Regions from separate parts of the Mus musculus genome. Here all the other regions are linked to region 3. Evidence: chromatin contacts called from public promoter capture Hi-C data. All regions are on one chromosome and are shown on one strand. Each heading gives the region's core, a stretch centred on a gene start, on an enhancer-like site or on the middle of the called end of the contact. The rest is flanking DNA. Distances are from core to core; before and after follow the strand shown. Region 1 holds the start of Rptor (regulatory associated protein of MTOR, complex 1). Region 2 holds the start of Endov (endonuclease V). Region 3 holds the start of Cant1 (calcium activated nucleotidase 1).

Evidence for each region. Promoter capture Hi-C pulls out the DNA fragments that hold promoters and counts their contacts.
Region 1: a contact with region 3 is called in a promoter capture Hi-C map of pre-B cells, with 4 times the contacts expected there. The contact joins the promoter of Rptor here to the promoter of Cant1 in region 3. A contact is called at or near these places in 2 of 39 promoter capture datasets (liver and pre-B cells) and 1 of 484 Hi-C or Micro-C datasets (embryonic stem cells).
Region 2: a promoter capture Hi-C map of liver shows a contact between it and region 3, with 3 times the contacts expected there. The contact joins the promoter of Endov here to the promoter of Cant1 in region 3. A contact is called at or near these places in 3 of 39 promoter capture datasets (liver, pre-B cells and stem cell-derived epiblast-like cells) and 1 of 484 Hi-C or Micro-C datasets (embryonic stem cells).

What each region holds. Positions count from the first base shown.
Region 1 is chr11:119,599,803-119,604,177 of GRCm38.p6, forward strand. Rptor (regulatory associated protein of MTOR, complex 1) reads left to right here and starts at 3,103. Exons shown (of 34, transcript NM_028898.3): 1 at 3,103-4,169. The coding sequence starts at 4,008.
Region 2 is chr11:119,489,295-119,494,002 of GRCm38.p6, forward strand. Endov (endonuclease V) reads left to right here and starts at 2,053. Exons shown (of 9, transcript NM_001164636.1): 1 at 2,053-2,165; 2 at 2,491-2,662. The coding sequence starts at 2,110. A930037H05Rik (RIKEN cDNA A930037H05 gene) reads right to left here and starts at 1,941. Exons shown (of 4, transcript NR_153849.1): 1 at 1,749-1,941.
Region 3 is chr11:118,417,088-118,421,492 of GRCm38.p6, forward strand. Cant1 (calcium activated nucleotidase 1) reads right to left here and starts at 2,031. Exons shown (of 5, transcript NM_001025617.2): 1 at 1,843-2,031; 2 at 487-567.

The DNA.
Region 1 (4,375 bases), core at 1,853-4,352, 1.2 Mb after region 3:
GTATCGTGTGTATGTGTATTGTGTGTTGTATGTGTGTATGGTATGTTTTGATTGTGTGATTGTGTGTGTGGTGTGTGTTTATGGATGGTGTGTATTGTACTTGTGTGGTACGTGTACCAGTGTGTGCGCCACACGTGTATGTATGTGTGTATAGTGTGTGTGTTGGGCATGGGGGGAATGAAGCTCAGCTATTGGAGGAGACTTTGGAGAGAGTCTTGTCTCCTGTCCGTAGCTCTGACTACCTTTATCTCTCATTAGGGTTCTCTCAGTAAATAAAACAAATTCCAAATCTGTCTTCCTACATCATCTCCCATGATTCAGGAGTCTAGAGCAGTGGGCTCCTTTGTTACCTTTTTAAAATTTATTCATTTTTTTTTTTGAGACAGGTTTTCTCTGGCTATCCTGGACTCACTTTGAAAACGAGGCTGTCCTTGAACTCACAGAGATCTGCCTACCTCTATCTCCCAAGTGATGGAATTAAAGGCATGCACCACCATGCCTGCCTCTTCTTCCTTATTTTTGTATGTAAACTCACATGTGCTACGTGTGTGGGTAGGCCAGAGGTCAACCTCAGGTGTTGTTCCTAAAGATGTGCCCAACCTTTTAAATGATTTATTTTATGTGTGCATCTGTGTGTGTTACATACATGTGAATACACATGTGTGTAGATACCCACAGTGGCCAGTAGAGGGTGTCAGATGCCCTGGAGGTGGAGTTACATATGTTTGTCTGATGAGCTAGGGGTCCAGTCACATTTTGTTCATTTTTATATAGGGTCACTCACAGGCTTGAAACTTGTAATTTGGATAGGCATGCCTGTTTGTGTATGTGTGTATAAATGTTTACATGTATGAATACAAGTGTCATAGCACATATGTGGAAGTCAGAGGACAACCTTGGCATTGGTCCTTGCCTTCCAGCTTGGTTCCAGGGTCTCTTGTTATTCCAGGGTCTCTTGTTATTCTTGTTCCAGGGTCTTTTTATACTAGGTTCACTGGCCTTCCAGTTTCTGGGAGCTCTCTGCAGCCTAAGGTTGGAGGGATCACCATGTGTGTATGGCACCAGTGGGCATCAGGACTACAAAGTAAAGTGTCAAGGGATACTTTGGGACAAGGTGGAAGCAGGAGGTGCTATGATTTCTTCTATAGATTCTAGAAATTCTAAAGCCCCTGCTGGTAGTGGTGGGGAGGGGCTGGTGGTAATGGGGACACTCGATTTTGGTGCACTGCTCTGAGACTAGGAGGATAATGGGCTCTGTGTGATACTGTAACCTCAGGAATTCTTGGGGGGTGATAACTAAACAGCAGGAAACACTTCCCACATGCTTGTGAGAGGGATCTGAGATTGCAGCCTGGACTCTCAGATGCTAGCAGGGTTGTGTTAGGGACTGTCACATTGTGTCCAACCCTGGATCTACTCTGAGGAACACATCTGCAGATTAACCCAGGCTTTAGTGGTAAGGCCTACAGTTAGTAGACTACATTGGAGTTGTGGGACCTGTTAGCATTCTGTCTAAATTCCACCCCACACTTACCTGGCAACAATCAGGTAGGCCTGACCCACTATAAAAGGGGCTGTTTATCCCTTTCATCCCTCTCTTACTCTTGCTTTTGATCTCTTGCTTCTCTCCTGCTCTTGCTCTCTCCTACCCCTCTCCCTTCCCTTCCCTCTCTCTCCATGTGCTCAAGGCCATGGCTCACCTCTACTTCTCTACTCTATCCTTCTCTCTCCCTTTCTCTGCCTCTACTACCCTCTTAACTCCCCTCCCCATGCCCTGAATAAACTCTACTCTATACATGTGGCTGGTCTCTCAGGGGGAAGGAATGCCTCAGCATGGGTCTACGGAGGAACCCCCTTTCCCCATTCCTCCCCCTCCCCCCATAGAACATATTTTTTCTGTCTTTATCTTTTTATAAACATACCAGGATCAGTCAGAGCTCACTCTCAGTGGTGGCTTGCAATGCCTTCACATCTTGTTTGTTTGTTTTTCAAGGCAGGATTTCTCTCTGTAGCTCTGGTTGTTCTGGAACTACTAGCTCTGTAGACCAGGCTGACCTCCAACTAACAGAGATCCTCCTGCCTCTGCCTCCAGAGTGCTGGGATTAAATACCAGGCCCAGCTTTCAACCCTTCTCTTAAAGTGGATTTTTTTTTTTTTTTAAAGAAAGGGTCTTATTTTGTAGCTTAGGCTGGCCTGGGCATCTTTACAAGCTAAATTTTTATCCTTTTAGTAATATTCTTTAATATTATCCAAACTTTATGGTTCAGGAACCTAAGACTGAGAAAATGCAGCTTGAAATTAGTAACATTGACTAACAGAGGCTCCCCTAACACCAAAGCTGAAGGTGGGCTCAGTTGTTGACTGAACTCTAGCTAAAGGTTAAGAGTGTTTCACTAACCGGGGCGGTGGTGGCCAGCCTGGTCTACAAAGTGAGTTCCAGGACAGTCAGGGCTATACAGAGAAACCCTGACTTGAAAAACCAAAAAAAAAAAAAAAAAAAAAAAAAACAAAAAAAAACCAAAAAACAAAAAAACAAAAAACCAAAAACCAAAAAAAACCAAAAAGTGTCTCACTCGCACCCTGGTTACGAAAGGCTGGCACCTCGTTACATTTACTTTATATTTCCATTGCACCAAAGCAGTTCTCAGAGTGTGTCAATATCTGAGATTTACTGAACTGAACCAGAGAAGTCAACAGCAGGGAGGCTTGCTTCTGTGGGCAGCTTTAGACGTTTGCACATGAAACTGTAGCAAAATAAGAATATACTGTTCAGGAAATAAAGTATATCAGACAAAAAATTCGTAATCGATGAAATCGGTCTCTTTTAAAAGTGGAAATATCAAAAGAAAGTCCCGATAGTCTTATGTGTCTAATATCAATGGTCTTTTCTGAGGCTTTTTAAAAATACCACCTTTTAAAATCATGACGAAACCAAGTGGTTTCTTTCTTTAATATCAAGGCACGAAGCTTTGTTTGTAGTAGCAAAAAGCTTTTAAAAATAACTGAACGGACATAGTTTCAATCGCAAATGGTCTATTTTACTAGTGGAGATCAACTAAGGAGAAAAGACGTGGTAACCTCGGTAACGGCGTGGGGGAAGGGAGGACGGAACACCGAGCTCTACGCCCTAGCAGGGGTAGAGCGGTGAGAACGCTCGAAGAGGTTTGGCTTATTGGACGCGCCGTAGATAGCGGTGCATGCTGGGCCTTGGCAATATGGCGTCCTCCTTGATGTGCTGATGAGAGGAGTTTTCACTGTGGCTCCAGAGCAGAGGGCAAAACTCCCCTGACCTAATAAGCCCAGTGTCCCTGTGCTGTCCGCGGGCCCGTGTCGCGTGTGTATCGGGACTCGTTCCTGGGTAGGAGAGAGCCACGAAGCAGAAGGCCAGCACGGGCCTGGCCGCGCGGCCCGGTGGCTGAGGAGCCCGGCTGCGGACGGGCACGATGGGCCGGTCCTGGCTCAGGTTGCAGCCCCTCAGGCGAGTGCGGGACCCGCAGGGCTGAGAGCCGCTGGGCGAGCCCCGAAGCCCCCCGATCCCGATCCCTTGAGGCCTCAGCCGGGCCAGCACAGTCGGAGAAGCCGCCCTGCGAGCGGGCCGGCCTGCCCGCCGGGAGCCACTGAGGCGTTGGAGGCCGAGAGCCGGGTCATCGCCGGGCCTGAAGTCTCTCCCGCCTCCGCCAGTCCCGCTTGCCGCCCTCCTGACGGCCTGCAGAGCTGCGGGGGCCGGCGACCGGGCGCGCGTGTCGCCGCTCGTCCGGGTCCTGCGGGCTTGGGTACCCACGGGCTCGCCACCCACCCCGCCCCCTCCAACTTCGCGCTCAGAGTTCGAGATAAAGATCTCCGAGGTTTAGCCTCAATAAGGATCTTCGAACGCTCTGCCGCCGTCTCTATTCCCAGCTTCCCGTTTTCCCGTATTTTATTTTACCAGTTCTGGTCCACACTAGTTTTTAAGGCTGGAGGTTCTCGAGCGCCTGCTGCCAAGGACTCCCCCTCCCCCTCCTCCCCTGATGGAGTCGGAGATGCTGCAGTCGCCTCTTATGGGACTCGGGGAGGAAGATGAGGCGGACCTTACAGATTGGAACTTGCCTTTGGCTTTTATGAAGAAAAGACATTGTGAGAAAATCGAAGGCTCCAAATCTTTAGCGCAGAGCTGGAGAATGAAGGATCGGGTGAGTGGCTTCTCATGGCACCTTTTTGAGTTCGTAGTTTTCCAACTAAGAAAGTTCTGAGCAAGGACAGCCTTTTTAGAAGGATGCGGGTATTTCGAAGACACATGTTGCACTAAAATCCAAAAAGCTATTCCAGACTCGGGTTTTGGCTAGTCTCTTCTCACCGAGTAGCGTTAAAAACGAGTTTTAATTCAGAGGGGGGAAAA
Region 2 (4,708 bases), core at 803-3,302, 1.1 Mb after region 3:
ACTCACCACACTCCTGCACACTCACCACACTCACCTGCACACTTACTGCATTTGTACACTCACCATGCTCACCACACTCACCCACACACTCCCGCGTCGGGACATTTATACCGTTGTTCCCTCTGCCCGCCACATTCCCACTCTTTCTTCTTTGTCCTGTGCATGGATGATGATGAATTCTAATCATTTCCATCCCCATTGCCTCACTCATCCCCTTCCTCCCTACTGAAACCACTCATCCCAACAAGGGTCCTCCTACTTCCTTGTGTCTTGTGTGTGTGGCAACAGTGGCCACACCACTGAAGAAAGTGACAATCTACCCCACAGTAAGCATTAAGTGCCAAAGTCCTTTAGGGAGCTGTGGGACAACTTTCAGGTCTCCCAAGCCTCACACAGGCCATTCCCACCTCCAGTTCAAAGTCCTCTTCCCATGTTTGTTTATGATTTTTCCCTCACAACAGCACAGTACAGTTCTACATACTCTCCCATTTTCTTGTTCTGGACTCAATGCCAGCATTTCCCAGAACTCAGAAGGAAGAGATCCCTAAGGAACTACTGGTCTAAGAAATAAAATATGAACCATCCGTTTCTAATACCAGAGAAGGTACCTTAGATACACTTAAGTTTACCAGATCATAAAAAAGCAAGAGGTCGCAAACCCCAGTCCTTCCTGCTGGTACCTGCTGGCCTTGGCTCTTTTGTCTTAAGGTAAAGACAAACAAAAGGCTACAATCTAGAGCTGGAGAGCTGGTTCAGCAATTGCCAAATATGTGCTGCTGTTTCAGAGGGCCCAAATTCAATGCCTAGCACCCATGTCAAGAGGACCACAGGCTCCTGTAACTTGAGCTCCAGGGGAATCTAACTCTTCTGGTCTCCGTGGGCACCTGCATTCGTTACCAGACTTACAAGAATGAAAATAAATCTCTAAGAAAAAAAAAAAACACTACAGTCTGCTGAGCTCATGTCATTGAGAGGGAGATACACATTAGGTAAGGCTCTGGGTACTAAACGGACAGGATGGGTATTTGGGGTAAGAGACCTATACTAGAAACAGAAAGACTGGTCCTCATTAAGTACTCACCCAGCAGGAAATGAATGAGGCAGACTAATGCAATCAAGAATATAAAAACTACAGTTCTGCACCAAATCGTTGAGCATAGCCAACTTTGCGTTTTGTTTTGGGTTGACACCCTGTAGTGCCTAATCTTGTTTGTGGACTTGGCTATATCTGGAATGAACTAAAACCTAAGAGTCCAGATACCTGCCCTCTATCTAGGACACACCTTCTGGTGGCAGCCTGTATAAAAAGACATGAAAGAAGGAAGCTTTTGTTTTTTGCCTGCTTATGGCAAGCTCTAAATCCCCTTTATGTATTTTCTATCGGTTCTCTTCCTCTAGAAGAACCCTAACTAACACACACACACACCCTGGTCTGGAGGATCCTTTGTTTTTGTTTTTTCGAAATGGGATTTCTCCGTGTAGTCCTGGTTGTCTTAGAACTCAATTACTGTAAACCAGGCTGGCCTCGTATTCAGGGATCCTCTTTACTCAAATGCTGGAATTAATGGAGTGCGCCCACGCCCAGGACCCTCGACTTCACTGGTTTTTGAGTTCTTATTCCGGACTAATTTCTCACAATCGGTACAACTGAAAAAATCTATGCTGCAAAGGTGTCTCAAGTTTGCACAGAGGTTTTCTGCTCCGCAAGCGCGTGCTCATACGCAATGTGTCGATGTGCGGACCCGAACCTGGCAGTAATTGGAACCGCGTTACCCCAGGGCTCAGGGCTCCGTGTGTGCGAGGGATGCAACTGCTGGCCAATCTTTTCAGAGCGGGGCCGAAGCTGCTGGAGGGCTGGAGGCGCCAGGTAAGGCGCAGAGCTGGGCTTGCATTTCCCAAACCTGTGCGCCAACCCACCTACGGGACGGGACGCCGGCATCTGAGAGAGTCGCGCGGGAAGAAGTCAGCGCTCGGCGCCCAGCACTGCTGTGACAGCGGCCCCTGGTGGCGGCAACCTCAGCTGAAGCGGAGGGACGCTAAACGAGCGAGGCTAACAGCTCGGCGCCGGCGCTCCGGAAGTGACGTCCTCAAAGCCTCGAGGCGCTAGCCATGGCTCACACGGCCGCTGAGCGGCCGCCAGAGGAAACCCTGTCGCTGTGGAAAGGGTAATGGGGTCGGGGTCGTGCATTAGCCAAGGGGGTGGCCTTCTCCAGTGACCTCCGACCTCACAGCCCCTGTGGCGGCTGGGAAACTGACCCTCGGTGCTGCGGCACAGGCCTGCTCCGGGCCGCCGGCTGCCGGAAGTTGCAGCCAGCCTTTGTGGGCGTGGTCCTCGTTTCCGGTACCGGGGATTCCCATCGCCGAGAGCTTTTCCTTCTCAGTGTGGCTTGATGGACAAAAAGGAGAGAGGGTGGGCTGGGAGGGGGGACGCCCCGAGCGTCGCGCTCTTCCCATGGGCCCTGAGCCCGTTTGATGTTCGTGTCCTATTAGGGAACAAGCCCGGCTGAAAGCGCGCGTGGTGGATCGGGACACGGAGGCCTGGCAGCGGGACCCCAGCTTCTCGGGCCTGCAGAAGGTCGGGGGCGTGGATGTGTCCTTCGTGAAAGGGGACAGTGTCCGGGCCTGCGCTTCCCTGGTAGTGCTGAGCTACCCCGAGCTCAAGGTAACCCGGGTGGGATGTTGCGCCCGGTGCAGTTCGATCGTAGGCAGAGAGCCAGGGTCCAGTTTTATAAAATTTACTTTTTTTTTTTAATACTTGCACCCCGTAGTGTATATATATATATTTGATGCTAGGAAGCCGACTCAGGCCCTCGAATGTGTTAGGCAAGGGACTGATACACTTCCACCCCGTTTGTAGAGTGTAATGAATAGATTGGAATGCCTTTGAAGAAAAGTTTTCAAAAGCAAAAAGCAGAGGAAATATGGGCACCAGGATGCTTGTGATGTACATAAACTCCCACGGGTCTACATATATGTACACAAATGGTGAATTAAAAGTAGTTTTTAAAGGATCGACAGACAATTCCAGGTCTGGTTGTTGTGTTTCTGATCAGATGGAAGGGACTCGGAAGCCCAGGGACCTTAAAATTCTGAGGGGAAAGGTGTCCCAATGGAAAGGCATCGTGAGACACAAGGACCCGGGAACCACACAGCTCTGAGAGGAAGCCTCAGCCCCGCTCTCTCCACTTCTCTTCTCTTCTCTTCTCTTCCTTGCTTCTTTTCTGACAGGAGAGTTACACCAAGCAGGAAATTTTATGAAAGAGATTTATTGGAGGGAAGACTCCAGGAGGAGGAGGAGGGACTAATCTAGGAATGGCTGCCCTCTGCTCTCGGGGGGGGGGGGGGGGGGGGGGGGGCAGACAGCAGGAAACTGGACAAAGGGGCAGTGCTTTTATAGGATTTCTGAGGGGACAGAGCTTCTCAGGGCAGAGATTTCCAGAATGAGGATTTGTGGGATCTCAAGTCCTGAGCTTGGGGTGGGCTCAGGGATCATTGGATTTTTCACCTCCTTTCCCTGTATTAGGGCCATGACTTAGAGTAGGAAGTCCTTCCTGGTGGCAGCCAGCTTTTGCTGAGGTGCCATCTCTGAGGCTGCTGGGGAGGCTGGAGAGAGGTGCTGCCTCTGTGAACAACTCCGGTAGTGGTGCTTCATCAAGGCTGTAGGCTGGGGCATTGAAAGAAGGTCTCACCACTGTGGACAGCTCCTCAGGACAGAAGTAGGCTGAGGCAGGAAAGGTGCTGCCACCATGGACAGCTCCTGTGATGGCCTTGGGCTGAGGAGATGTCATAGTGCCTCTATTTTGATAGGCGCTGCCATTTTGGACATTTTACTGCTGCCGCTGTAGCCTGGGTCGGGAAGGAAGGGCCTTCCGCAGCCTTGATGGCTTTTGTGGCGCACTTCTCAGGAACTGCAGTTGTCATCCTGGTTGCTCACCTCAGTGGCACACAGTACACACCACACTTTTCACAAGCAGAACATCTCTGCCTCCCCAAACCTCCTGCTTTCCATCTTGTCTCACAGTAGCGCCATGTTTAAAGTTATTTTTAATTTTTTGAGCTAAAGTAAAAAAAAATATATTTTTCAGCCAGATGTGGTTGCACACACCTTTAATTCCAGCAATCGGCAGGCAGAGGCAGGTCCACAAAGTGATTTCCAGGACAGACAGGGCGACACAGAGAAACCCTGTCTTGAAAAACAAAAAGTAATTTTTTTCACATGTGTTTATTATTATACTTCATTCATATTCTCCCCTGCACAGTATTCCCCAGTCTTCCTCCCAGTTCCATGTCTTCTACCTCTTCAGGACTTCCTCTCTGTCCTTTGCACGTGTGCCACAGTCACCCCTTCTGTAGGCTACTTACCTGTTTCTTCACAGCCTCCGCCCTCCCACCCCTGCCTCAAGTATTGTTCTTTGTTTCTCTCCATGGATAAGAGGGCAGTGTTTGTACAAAACAGGTGTGATCCAATCACAGGCCCTTTAAAACTTCCTGCTTGGCATGGCAGCACACACCCCTGTAATCGTGGCATTTGAGAGCTACAGCAGGAGGAGCAAAGCTCAATCCCAGCCTGGGCTACATGAGATGCTGTCTTAAAACAACAGCAAAAACCCTCGATGCCCTTGCTGTGATCTTTAACCCTCGAGGCCCTTGCCGTGATCTTTAACCCTCGAGGCCCTTGCCGTGATCTTTAACCCTCGAGGCCCTTGCC
Region 3 (4,405 bases), core at 781-3,280:
CCAGAACTCAATTCCAGAATACACAGTTGCACCCTTGGACACAGCCCACACTGTCCCAGAGCTCCCCCGCCCCCGCCCTGTGCTGGCTGGGGGACAAGGCAAGACCCTCAGAACCACCCTGATGGCTCTCAGCTCACGCTCACCTGCACTTTACTGCTCACAATTGCTCACTCTCAATGCACGGGAGCTGCCTTGAGTTTCTATTTCATTGCATGTGGACTTCTCTAGGATCAGGGTTATTATTAATTTTTCCTAGACAATCTGTCTTGTGTTGATGAAAAGAAAAGCCAATATAAAGTCTTTAAAGTCAGTATACAAGGTTTTAATTCCTTCAGTGTTGGCATTTAAGACAAGCTTTCCAGAAATTCTCAACACTCACTGGCTTCTAATAGGTATTTTCATGCCTCTTGACAGAGAGGGGAAGGAGTGTGGACTGCCATCCACTGTCCTCAAAGGACAGATACTAACACGCACTGGAACACCTACCTGTATGGCCACGGCGAAGACAGCCACACTGCGAAGGATGTTCCAAGGCTCAGGTGACAGGGTCGCACGTATCTGTGGGAGCTTCATGGGCACACATGCCACAGTCAGGTGGGTGGCAACGGGACACCTGCCTCTTCCACTCTCTAGACCTCTCCTCCTGTCCCCGCTGCTCAGCAGGCAGAGGATGTCATGCATTCCTGGACACACTGGTGCATATTACGTGGTAAAGGGGACTGAGGGACAATATGGTCACAGTACATGGTCCATTCAGTTGCAAGAAGCATTTACTTTTTTATAACAGGTCAAATGGAACAAAGAAAGCAAGAAAGCACACAGAATTCTGTCTCTAGCCAAGCAAAGACGCTCTGGGCTCTATGTGACAGAGATCCCTTGTCTTATCCAGAAGGAAGTAGGCTGTGCTCACGGGTTCCAGCAAGACTGCTAGGCCGAGGTCTAGGGAGCAGCTCAAAGGAGGGCCTGTAGCCCAGTCCAGAAGGATGGTCCTCAGACAAGCCCCAGAGGGGCAGGGAGAAGGAGTTCCCAAGGCAGGGTCTGCAGTACATGCAGGACAGTCTTGGGAGCTTGTAAGATCTAGTCAGTCAGGCCCCACTGACACCGTGAGACCAGGTTCCCAGGTCTAAGCTTTGTCCAGTATATAGACCTGAGATGGAACTGGGAAATGAAGCTGGTTACTGAGGCACTCCCGAGTGACTGCAGAAAGGTGCTTGGGTTTACTGGAGGCGTATGAATGTCACAGGTGCTAGGGGCAGGAAGCTCTGTAAGGATGGACCAGGTGATGCCCGACTTCGAGGCTGGGAGAGTCTAGCCGAGATTAGGGTTGTATGTGCAGAAAGGGACTAGGGGGTGTGCAGAAGAAGCAGGGGGTGTCGGTAGTCGGGTAGTAAAAAAGGATAGTGCACTATGCTGCCTAGGGGGAAGGTCCAATCTTAGATGACAGCAAGAAGAGCCAGGACAGGAGCAAGGAAGTGGGCGGTTACAGGTGAGGATGGGGTGCGTAGGTGGGTCTGTTAGAGAGGTGATCAAGTGCCAAACTGGAGAGCCCGTGCCCAGGCCAGGCAGGGAGGGAGGGAAGGTACTGTCGCTAGGGGCATTTGAAGCATGCTAGTCAGAAGAGGAAGAAGTTTCGCACTACTTCAGCACGGCACCCTCATCAGAAAGGGGAGGTCTCCCACACAAGCCAGAGGGGGAAAGACGTCTGTCTGTCCGGCACCCGTCACAGCCTAGCTGCGGGGGGGAGTTTGAGGTGCCTGGGGCCGGGCCGGACGGATGCGGGTGGCAACAGGCCCCAGAACACAGCGAGGGAGGGCACCCGGCCGCGGGCGCACCGTCACTCACCCACTGAGGGCCTGGCTCCGGAGCCTGCGGGCTGCCGCCTACCTGCGTAGGGCCGGACAGGGCAGGCGGCCACTTCCGCCCCGCCGCGCGCTCCCGGCAGTCTCTGTTCTGCGCCTGCGCCTCACTCTGGCCGCGCGCTCCCGGCAGCCTCTGCTCTAAGTGTCTTCCTGCGCCGCACTCTCGGTTGCCTACAGCCACGTCTTCCCGGCAGCCTTTGCTCTATGTGTCTTCCTCTACTCGCCCACCCAGTCTCTGCTCTGCGCCTGCGCACTGAGCGCCGGGCTGCTGGGAATCGTAGTTTTTCGCTTGAGCTTGTAATTGAGGCGCGGAAATCCAGCAAAGGAGTTGTCTGTCGTTCCCCAGTTAAGCTTCAGGGTTCTTTGCCTGGTCCCCCCGACCTTCGTCTCAGGAAGTTTAGAAGTTAGGACTCCTCTCTGCCGCCCTAGTCCTCAGACCCTCTTCTGAGCAGTTCCAGCTGGTCATAGCCAATGCTGACCAGATTCCACAGCAGGACCAGAGGATGGTGGTGTGTTCCCGCCGCCGACTGTAGTCAATAGCCCTTACAAACGGAGGACCCCGGTTCATCTTTTCCCAGCCTGCCTTGCCCTGAGCTCTGTGCTGTGTGATACCGGCTCAGTCCTAGACAGTGGTGGCATGTAAGGACTTTAAGAGGCCCTCATCAACCATGGAGAGAGTCAGCCCTGCCTCCTGACTTCAGCCTCATCCCTGAGTCTCCCAAAAGCCTTCTGGGAAGTAACCGATGCACAGTTGGGACGAATTCAAAATATGTAACCCAACACGGTGAAAAACAACCCTTTCTTCCACCCCTTTTTGTCCTCTGGGACATACACTAACTAACGTTAGAATATATACTAAATTACATGTGAAAAATAGAAATGTGCTGGGTTCCCTCTTCTGTGCTTGGGTTGGCAGGCCATCTTTCTTGAATTCTCTGATGTTCGTGTCAGACCAAACCAAGTCCCAATCAGCCACCTTCTATTTGTTACAGCTTCTCCACTCGGAATAGCAGATTGCTCGTAGGATTTTTAAAGCACTCTAGGTATTCCTTCCAATTCCCAGCTCCTCTCCTTACACCTGCAACGGGAGGCATGGTCCCGAATACTGTGCTCATCTTTCTCAAGCCTTCCTTTGCAGACAACACATAGCTGTGCAACTCTAAATAATACATTGCTCAGTTCTGCCCAGCTTAACCTTTATGAGAGATGGCAGAGTCGGTGTTCCAGGGGCGCGCGCGCGCGCGCGCGCACACACACACACACACATACACACACACACAGAGAGAGAGAGAGAGAGAGAGAGAGAGAGAGAGAGAGAGAGAGAGAGAGAGAACACGCATCTGTGTGGGTTTATATATTCACAGGTGCACTTGCGTTCCCCTAGAGGCCAGAGGACAACCTCGGTTTCTGGATGGCCTGGAACTGGCTGAGTAGGCTAGCCTGGCTGGCCACTGAGCCCCAGTGAGTCCCAGGAAGCTCTAGTACCCCTTGCACCAGGATTGCAACACCACACCCATCATTTTCGTAACATGATTTCTGGGCAGTGGATTCACCTCTGTGCTTGCAAGTCTATCACTTTGCCAGCTGAGTTTTCTTCTCAGCCCTGTCATATCTTTTAGACGGTGTGCAATTCTTTTGTAGCTATGGTAATATCTCTTTAAGAAGAAATCCATCCCTTCCGTATTGCTATTGTGCAATACTAACCTTATCCGAATGATGTTTCCATAGGCACACAGGTCTGTTTAGGAGATGTTGGGTTGCATTGATACTTTTGTTACCAGCTTCAACACTTCTTTCTCATCATCTCGTTGCAAGCTTCAGAAGTTGAATGACACAGTCCTGCAACTACCCAGCAACTGACCTTTAGGGACCTTGAATAGAATTACTCCTGTAGAGTCAGGAGACCAATGAGGTTTTTTACCATATACAGTCTTCTACCCAAGACCATAGGGAAGCTATTTAATTCCACCCTAAAACATTCTTTTGGAATACCTAAAATCTCACATTTCAACAATACTTCAGGGAATATCCTTGTGTTATTAAAGCACAACTATAAAATGTACCTAGGATAAATTCCTAGAAGAAAACCTACTGGCCCAAAGTACGTGTTCATGCAGGAGTGAGTACATGTCCTCCAGAGCAGCAGTCTGCAGTGGCTCCATGGCTAAGAAAAGCCAGAAGATCTGCATTCTTCTTTGCATTATGGGAGACGCTGTCATAGCTGCCACAGGATCGGAAAAGTACCTGAACTTCCTCACCCTCCATGGAGTAGCCTACACTCTAGTAACAAAATGCAGGCAGCGAGAGAATAGCACATCATATTCACAAAATCTCTGTTTAAGAAATGAGAACCTTCAAAATCCAGAGAATCCCGGGAAACACGTGGCTCAAGCTGTCTTCAAACTAGCTATACATCTGAGGATGACCCCAGAACTGATACTCCAACCTTCCGAGTGTCTGGGATTACAGGTGTGCACCATCACACCTGGTCTGTGTGGTGAATGGCTGGAGGATGGCGCCCAGGGCTTTGGCATGCTCAGCACACA